3 separate regions of the Sus scrofa genome follow, and regions 1 and 2 are each linked to region 3. The links are chromatin contacts, called in public HiChIP or PLAC-seq maps. All regions are on one chromosome and are shown on one strand. Each heading gives the region's core, a stretch centred on a gene start, on an enhancer-like site or on the middle of the called end of the contact. The rest is flanking DNA. Distances are from core to core; before and after follow the strand shown.

Region 1 (3,078 bases), core at 46-2,545, 120 kb after region 3:
GCACCTAAACAGGTCTACTTGCTCCACGTTGGTGTCCTTCACCTGCTCTCCTCTCAGCCTGGCACGCTCTTCCCCTCCCAGCCGTTGCACCCGCGGCAGCACTGTCTGCCCCATGAAACCCTCCATCATCCTGTAAGATCCAGATCTTCGTCTCAGAAACCTTCTCTGGCCTCCGAATCAGGGCTGTGCCCTTCTACTGTTGAGCCTCCACTGTGACAGGTGTAGCACTTATTGTGCTATTTTCACAATGCTTTGTTCACATTACTTGTACTTTTATCAGTAGTTCTCAAAGCATGGTCCGAAGGACAAGTGCCTCAAAAATATCTGCCTATAAGAAGGGCAGATGCCTTGTTTCCCTTGGAAATCGGCATTCCTGGGACTTCCTGGGCGATTAGAGTCGAGAACCTCTGGACTGGGCTGTAAACTCCTCCAGGGTGGGCATTGTCTACCAGGACGTGGCAGTAATGAGTGAATAAGAATATCTCATCGCTTTTCAGCCACAGGGGAGCTTCTGTCGCTCTTACTGTTTGTCACATTTTACGAACACAGCTCAGAGTCCCGTTAGTCCCGTTCCCCACCGCATCTATCCCAGATCTTAGCCCGGGGCCCTGGGGCATGGCCGGCACTAAATAAATGCCTTTCCACGGATGGCAGGAAACTATGACCTGCAGAAGCTTTGAGCGCTGTGCAGCTGGGCAGAGATGCAGCCAAAGTATCAACAAGATGAGCACAAGGCCTGCTCAGTTACCCAGGAGGAGGCACTAAGTCAGACCAAAAGCAGAGCTGGCAATTCTCTGATGTTCCTTTGTAGAAATCCTTGATGTGGGCTGTGAAATGTCAAATCCAGATTTGATTAAGCCGAACTCCAAATCCCCAAGGCAAGTGTGTATCCACGATCTTAATGTAATTATTGGAGCCAACGCCGTCTGTTACTTTCAAAAGGGCTGAGCTAGCACCCCATCCATTGATACCGACTCCTACAAAATGAAGCCTGCAATTGATTCAGCACATCCCAGGCCGATAATGCCTAGAAAAGCTTGATCTGGTTCCTTCCTGAACGTTGAAGTATTAAATTAAACCAAAAAAGAAAAAAAAAGTTCTGATCTACTCTAAAGCCAGAAGAAAGAGCGGGTCCCAAAGGCTATAGCAGAAATCAACGTTCTGTTTCTCTGGCTTAGTGCTAGACTGTTGTCTCTTTGGAAGTTTCCACTTCCTTCTTCAAATGATAACCTATCACTTTTCAGTTAACCCATACTCTGAGTTTTTAAAGGCCAGCCAATAAACGACACGAGCTGTTCTAAGGGCTGTGGGCTTCTGGCTGAAGGATTCAGTATATACAAGTGGAAACTTGGCTTCCTCTGCTTACACATACACTTTAAGCGATGGGCAAAAAAAAGTCAAGCCAGAACCGAGTCTCAAACCGAAGTAGGCACTTCGGGATCTATCAAATTAAACCCAAATGCCACAGCTTCACTGAAGCAGACCTGATTTCACTACCGCGTTCTCAGAGGGAAGAGGGGTGGGGGCAGCTACTCCCAAGCTCCACCCCAAGCCAGAGCTCCACTTTGTTCTGTGAAATTCAGAACACATTTGTTCCCTTTTTTTCCCCTTCAAAATCTACTCCTGCCCTTACGTAGGGTCTGGCTGGAGCTAAAATCATAAGCACCAAAGACAGCAGGGGAAAGGCCGCTTTATTGTGAAATCCAGTCTGAGTAAAAGCAAAACGGATCAGCATCTTTTGACCTTAAGCCAGTGGCGAAGTCTGACAAATCATGGCTGAGGGAACTTGGAAAAGGTCTGATGAGCTGTCAAGCCACGGACAATTTAGCGATTTTCTTGTCACCCCCTATAGACGCAATTCTGAAGTTTCCAAATTCCGGAAACTTCCTAAAGCAGGACCGACAAATCTGAGAAGACACAAGTCTCCTGGTGACCCTAGAACCAACCTCATGTTTCTGAGAGTCTTGAGATCAGAGGAGACCAGTTACCTAGAGGCAAGAATGGATTCTGTTGGAGCCGCCTGTATCAGACTCGCCACAAGAGAAAGATAATTTCTAGGCCAACACAGAGTATGGGGGTGGGGCGAAGCAAAGGGATTTTTCTCCTCCTTTTGGTTCTTATATCAAGAGCTAATCCCACACATGGCAGTGACATTAAGGCAGGAGTCTTGGCATCAGCTGCCAGTGGGATACCTGGTTTAAACAGAAAGCACTCTTTTGGACGCAAGGTACATTACAGAGTTCCTGCCTTTTAGGGACTCCCTTGCCTAAAAGCACCCATTGTCTCACTCTCTCTTGACTTACATGTGACTCCAAACTCACATAAACCCATTCCAGCTTGCCCTCACCAACTCTTCCCATCTCCCAGCAGGTCCGCCATGCATGCCACCCTTCAGACCAAGGGTTGGCAAACTTTTCCTGTAAAAAGCCACAGAGTAAATTGTTCAGGGTTGCAGGCCGTAAGGTCTTTTCATAACTATTCAACTCTGCTGTGGTAGAATGAAAGCATTCATAAACAGTAGTGTAAATGAATGAGCCAGGCTATATTTCAATAAAACTTTACTCCAAAAAACAAGTGGCAGCCTAGATTTAGTCCCTAGGCTATAAGTTTGCTCGCTCCTGTTTTCAACAGACCAAATTTATTCCTTTGTAGGTGCTGGTTTCTTCTGCCTGGGGTCTTTTGTCCTTTTCTCTCAGCTCAAATATATTAATTCATTAAAATTCATTATGTATTGGAAGGCTGTCAGATGCCAGATTTGTCCTAATATCTAGAGATGAAACAGTGAAAAAAAGACATTTTTTTTTTTTTTTTTACCATGGAAGAATTTAGATCCTAGCAGAAGCTAATAAACAATCAATAAGTAGCAAATAATAGCATACATGCCAGGTGGAACTAGGTAAAGAAAAATAAGGCAGGTAAGTGAGGATATTATTTTAAATAGTGGTTGAGGAAGGCCACTTGGATGAAGTAATAAGAGAGCAGAGATGAAAATAAAGCATGAATTCAGTCTATGTGGCGTGGTGGTGGCAGGAGAAGCATTTCAGGCAGAGGGAATTGCCTGTGCCAAGTGCCCAAAGC
Region 2 (2,895 bases), core at 76-2,575, 86 kb before region 3:
AGCAACCGCAGGATGTGCAATGAGAACGATGGTGGGAAGTGATGGGGGTTTCCCTGAGGAAGTGACGGCGAGCTTGTGACCTGAAGGATGAGTAAGTCTAGCCAAAGCCCATGCGTTGGAGTAGAAGGGGGAAGAGGCAGACAGAGCTCAGCAAATGGGAAAGAGCCAAAGGCAGGAGAAAGCACGGCACCTGGGAGGAAGTGAAAGGCAGTCCCCCTGCCTGGAAATTCCACCAAGCTGGAGAGATGGGCTGTTCTCCAGCCTCACCACATACACACTGACCCCTCTGCGGGACTGTGGGAGCGGAGGTACATGCGTGTGTGAGGAGGGTTTTGAGGAGGCTCATCATTTCACGCCACTGTATTCACCTAGTGCTCAGGCAGGAGCTCTTATCTACATTTGCTGCTCATCTGCATCTTTAGAAATGGAAAACCGGAGGACAGAGAAAGATCTTAGAAACCATCCAGAACGGCACTTCTCAAGGTGTGCCCTGTGGACCGACCATGGCGTCCCTGAAGATGAGACCAGAAACCTGCCTTTTTTCATAAGCATCTTAGGGGATTCTTCAGTACCATCAAGATGGAAAACCACCAGGCCAGCTCAGCTGCCCCCATTTCCAAGTGAGCACATGAAGGAGTGAAGTACCGCCTTGTCCAAGGCGGCATCTTAACCTCAGCACGCCTGACATGTTGGACCACGTAATCCTTTGTTGTTGGGGGCTGTCCTAGGCCCTGTGGGACAGTTAGGAGCATCCCTGGCCATTATCAACCAGATGCCACCAACAGCCCTGCCGCTGCATCAACCAAAAATGTCTCCAGCCAGAGCCAACCATTCACTGGGGGACAAAGGCACCCTTGATTGAGATCCACTGTGCCAAGTCATCAGAGGCAGAGGCAGAGGCAGAGGCAGGGCAGTACTCAAGAGTCTGGATTCACAGCCCAGCCACCTTCCTGTGTCTACTGGATCCTCTTTGGCTGTGAGAAGCGGAGGAGAGGCCGGGTGCCCTGGGCCATCAACGCCAGGGGGTTAGCGCAGAGCTGAGGCCAGCACAGAGGACAGCATTGCTTTCTTCCGGGAAGCTGGGACATTACTTCTGGCTTTTTCCACGATTTCTTGTGAAGTTAGTCATTGCTATTTCTATTTCTCCACCTGTTTAAACCTGGATCTTCCAGGAGAACTGGCAGGATTTGGGTTGGCAACATCTTGGAAACCCACACAGAAAGGTGCCATCCAAAAAGCTTTTTTAACTGAGACTGATTTAAAGGTAGCCCTGTGTAGGAACCAAGAGTGTCGTGTTCTAATTTTAGCACTGTGCCAGGAAGAGGAGTGTGGTGGTGAGCAGTGGAAAAGGGAGCAGGAAATGCTGCTGCTGGTTCCCAGCTCCATTCCAAACTACCTTTGTGGTCTTTTGCAAATCACTTTGGCTTTCTGGTCTAGGAGACATTTCCTGTCAGATAAAGGCATGAAAATAGGTCACTACATCTAGGCTTGGACTCACCCTGAGCCCTCTGCCCAAGAGGACCTACCACTGGTCCTTCCAAACCCAAACTCTACCTTGTCTCCAAAATCCAGCTCAGCCATGATTCTTCATTTTCTTTAGCTACAATGCTGTTGTGGTTCCTCGTTCTCAAGGGAGGCACATGATTCAAGAATCAAGTGCCATGATATCTGTAACTTACTCTCAAATGCTTCTGAAAAATATATAATATGTATATGTATATATGTACATATTTTTAACACATGGGGGAAAGCAAATATACCAAGATATTACTAAACGTTGAATTTCACTGAAGGGTATATGGGCATTCACTGTATAACTCTTCCCTTTTTCTGCCTGTTTTAAATTTTTCAAAATCAAATGTTGGAGAGAGAAACAATTCTAATTCTATCTACTCCACAAAGCCTTTCCTGAATTAGCTGAAATAATTCCTCTGAATTCCCAGAGCACTTATGTACGCTGTGTTTATCACTTTCCACGTTGTATTGTAGTTAAGTACTCACATAGTGGGTCATAAAACTGCTAAACGCAATACTCAGCTATGCAGAGAACATTTGTGCCAAAACTGCTCTTTATTTAGGCTACAGCTCCTCTGTTCTTCCTCAGGAGACCCTGTGCTCTTGCAAGCAGGGGTGGGGGGAAAGTAAAATTTAGTCCAGTCTTGTTATCTCAGATTGATCATAGAAAGTAAACAGTCACTTTATTTATTTATTTATTTTTGGCCATGACTGCTGCATGCAGAATTCCCCAACCAGGGATCGAACCCACGCCATAGCAGTGACCTGTGCTGCTGCAGGGACAACACTGGATCCTTAACCCACAAGCGGTGCCACAAGCGAACTCCTAAACAGTTGCTTCAGGCAACTCAGTCACATTTGGATAAAGGCCAGACTTTAAATGTCCCCACTCCTGGAGTTCCCACTGTGGCTCAGTGGTTAGGGAATCCGAGTAGGAACCATAAGGTTTCGGGTCCGATCCCTGGCCTTGCTCAGAGGGTTAAGAATCCAGCATTGCCACGAGCTGTGGCGTAGGTCACAGACATGGCCCGGATCCCGCGCTGCTGTGACTCTGGCATAGGCCGGCAGCTGTAGCTCCAGTTGGACCCCTAGCCTGGGAACCTCCATATGCCGCGGGTGTGGCCATAGAAGAGACAAATAAATAAATAAATAAATGTCCCCACTCCCTCTTTATTTCCCCAGAATGGCATTTAGGGGCAGGACAGAAACTGGGTTCAGGAAACATCATGGGAACTCTGAAGATCAAGTTACAAACCTGGCCCATACTAGTTAGTACTAGTTAGTGGACCTCTCATGCAGATGTTAACTCTGCACCTGGCGACAAGGTCCTTGAGGGACATTTCCGAGTTAGGAGAATCAGTAGATAAAAGTTTCATCTCT
Region 3 (2,913 bases), core at 261-2,760:
CCATTTTATGGTTGATGCGAATACAACGGTAACCTGATCCTTTGCACGGCTTTTCTGGGAACCAGTGGTGTTTATAATGTTCTATAGAAGAAAAAAAACAGAAACAGCGCTTAGATATCGTTACTGCTGGCTCCCGCTGTAGTTTCTTTCTTCGGCTGGCTTCGTTGAGGGAAAATGCAAACTAGCAACTTTCTTTAAAAAAAAAAACAAAAAAAAAAACCCAGCATTGAATCCGCGGCTGTCCATGTAAGGCGATGGGGAATGAGCGGGCAGGGTTTGAGAAATAACAGTAGTACACCGTACAGAACAATCTCCGGGAACCAACCGGTTGAGTTGCCAAAACGGCAATCCGGCGGGCAGCCTCCGCCAGCCGGGCAGCGGGGTGGCACCGGTGGCCAGGCGGGAACCTGTTTACTTTCTCCACCCCACCCCAGCCGCACACACAATGGGGTTTATGGCTTCGAAGAGGAGCGCCACTGGACTGTTCGCCCCGAAGGGAATGGAACAAGCCATCCTAAACCACGCTCTGGGCAGGGCAGTAATTGTACCGGTGACAAATCCGATGATTAATGGACAGGGGTAGGAGGCGCGGAGAGACTGCACGTCCGGCCCGGGCTGGCTCCCTGGCAGCGGCGCGCCTTCCCATCCCGTGGCCCGGCCGTCGGGCCCGCAACGGTTAGACGGGATGGGGGGGAGGGGGCGTCGAATCCACCCTAGCCCGGCGGCTCCTTTGTCCCCCAAATGCGCGGACCGTCCGAGGACGGCGGCTCCCGCCTCGGTCGGCTTCAGTTTCTTTGTTGTGCGTCTGTTTTCCTGTCCCCTTGGTCTGCCAGCCGTGGGGGGAGGGGGCGCCCTTGGCCCACCCCCAAACCCTGTCCCGGACCCGCCGTTAGCGGCAGCCGGGCGCGCCAGTCACGGTCCCGCTGCCGGAACCGAGCGCGACCTGCCCACAGTGCCGCCAAGACTCCCGCGTCCCCGACGGCCCGGCCCAGAGATGTGCCACCGCGTCCCTCGGCGCCCCCCGCCCTGCCGCCGCCCGCTCACCTGCCAGCAGCTCCTGCAGGCTCTGGCTGAAGGTCTGCAGCTGTCGCTCGCTCGTGAGCCCCTTGGTGCGGAGAAACTTGGAGATGAAGGACACGGCGGCGGCGATCTCGCCTATCATGGTGGCGGCCCGGGTGTAGAAGGGATGCATGGGGGCGGCAGGCGGGGGCGGCCCGGGGCGGCCGGGGCTCGGCGGTGCGGCCCCGACGGCGGAGCGGCCACCCCGGGCTCCCTCACAGGTCAGTGGGCTGAGAGGGGGAGAGAGCGTGAGCGGTGGACGGCTACTTTTTTCTCCTCCCTTCTTTATAGTAAAAAGTTATTTTCGAGACAGGAGGCGGCAGGAGAAAGGAAGAGACGAGCGACGGCGGCCTGGTCACATCGCTCGGACCGCCCCGGCCGCCTCCGCCTCCAGCTCCGCAGCCTCCGAAGCTCCAAACACTTGCATTTCCAGCTCAGACGGGCAAAGAGATGCAGCGGCCGTGCGGCACTTTTTATAGCGCAGAGAAAAGGAAGTGGCGTAGCTGGAGCGTGACGGACGACTCCAGCCAATCCGGAGATCGCACCATTGTGATGCAAGCAGATTCTGAGCCGAAGGGGGCGGGAAAAGGGGCCAGGGGGCGTGCCCAGAGACCGGGAGGAGAGGGAGGAGCTGACGTAATCCGCTTGTAAACAAATAAACCCCCGAGTGGCGGCCCAGCGGGGGGGAAAACGGGATGGAGGAAACAGAGGGTGCGCGTGTGAAAGCCCCGCCCCTAGCCCTAACTCCTCCTTCCTGCTCCAACAACTCCTGGAGCTGCGCCAGCGCATCCTCTGCAAGCGTTCGCTGCCTGGGCTCGCCTCGAGGAGACAGAGCTGTGCAGATAAAAGCAGCCCCGCTCAGGCTGTCTACACGCGCGCCTGCGGCACGGATCTGGCCTCAAGGCACCTGCCGGCTCGCGTACTCGGTGTTTACAACCCGTCACCACGCTGAGTCTACGTGCCTGGCTCCACAGGAAGGAAGAGCATACAGAGCAGCGGGATGCGGGTACCCGTGCTGAGGAAGCTGGGAGTGCGGGGAAAAGTGGAGGGAACCGGCTCTCGCGGGGCATCCTGCAGCTTTCGGAACCCAGTTCTCACAAACATGCAGCCAACGCCTCGGAGCCGTTTCCCTTCCACCCTTGCGGAGGGTTGGGGCATGTCTTTGTCAAAGTTTAATTGCAAAATAAATAAAGGTTAGTAAGCCTTTTGTGGTTGCTGTTTCAGTAACTTGAGGAGTCAGAGAAAAGTGGAGACCTTACTGACCAGCTTAAAACTGATAAGAAAGGCTGCTATTGAATATAAATGTAATTATAACAAGTTTAGTAAAAGAAAAGAAACCTATATAATGCATTTTACATCTTTTTTGCACAAAACAGAAGGTTGTTTCCTTTTTTTCCTAATCCACTGAACTGTTTGAGCCTTAGAGTTCTGTTGCTCTTTATAAAAACAAGAAAATAAAGATAAAATTTGCTCAGATATTTGTTTAGTTAAGCCCTACTTGCTGAACTAGGAAAAAATAGGAAGGCGTGAACTTGCTAAAACGATTAGGCCTAAGAGAGGGTTAACCAGAACTCCATTAAGGAGGAGAAAAAAAAGATGGTGAGCCGGCCAGATGGAGAAAGCAAACAAGAGGCAGAAGTTGAACTCTACCAGATGGAAATAAATATCCTGAGCTTAGCTGGTCATCAATATTGCAAAACACACCACTTTGAGGTTTTGTTTTGTTTTGTTTTAATACTGTGCCAAAGGGTATAGAAATGAAGCAAAAGTAGAATTTGCTATAAAGCAGTAGAAGGAAAAATCTTATTGTTCACATGAAATATGTAAAACTGGGCTTGAAACAACTTTGAGGTT

What was found. HiChIP or PLAC-seq counts read pairs in DNA pulled down with a chosen protein or histone mark.
Region 1: an H3K27ac HiChIP or PLAC-seq map of alveolar macrophages shows a contact between it and region 3. The contact joins the enhancer-like site here to the promoter of BTG1 in region 3. A contact is called at or near these places in 5 of 47 Hi-C or Micro-C datasets (embryonic fibroblasts, heart right ventricle, liver and 2 more) and 2 of 2 datasets of contacts at active chromatin or transcription factors (alveolar macrophages and skeletal muscle).
Region 2: a contact with region 3 is called in an H3K27ac HiChIP or PLAC-seq map of skeletal muscle. The contact joins the enhancer-like site here to the promoter of BTG1 in region 3. A contact is called at or near these places in 2 of 5 promoter capture datasets (fetal liver and liver), 12 of 47 Hi-C or Micro-C datasets (alveolar macrophages, blood, brain and 3 more) and 2 of 2 datasets of contacts at active chromatin or transcription factors (alveolar macrophages and skeletal muscle).

The regions. Positions count from the first base shown.
Region 1 is chr5:90,691,753-90,694,830 of Sscrofa11.1, reverse strand. No RefSeq gene overlaps it. Among named protein-coding and RNA genes, the nearest start is that of BTG1, 120 kb to the left of the region's middle. Within about 2 kb of position 1,295, at least 16 of the 83 cell types and tissues checked have an H3K27ac peak or open chromatin away from gene starts, as enhancers often do. A contact at or near this core is called in alveolar macrophages and subcutaneous adipose tissue, where this site is marked.
Region 2 is chr5:90,900,116-90,903,010 of Sscrofa11.1, reverse strand. No RefSeq gene overlaps it. Among named protein-coding and RNA genes, the nearest start is that of BTG1, 86 kb to the right of the region's middle. Within about 2 kb of position 1,325, at least 18 of the 83 cell types and tissues checked have an H3K27ac peak or open chromatin away from gene starts, as enhancers often do. A contact at or near this core is called in alveolar macrophages, retroperitoneal adipose tissue and skeletal muscle, where this site is marked.
Region 3 is chr5:90,813,791-90,816,703 of Sscrofa11.1, reverse strand. BTG1 (BTG anti-proliferation factor 1) reads right to left here and starts at 1,510. Exons shown (of 2, transcript NM_001099936.1): 1 at 1,045-1,510; 2 at 1-81. The coding sequence starts at 1,192. The region is part of intron 3 of LOC106510428 (a long non-coding RNA gene); the gene reads right to left.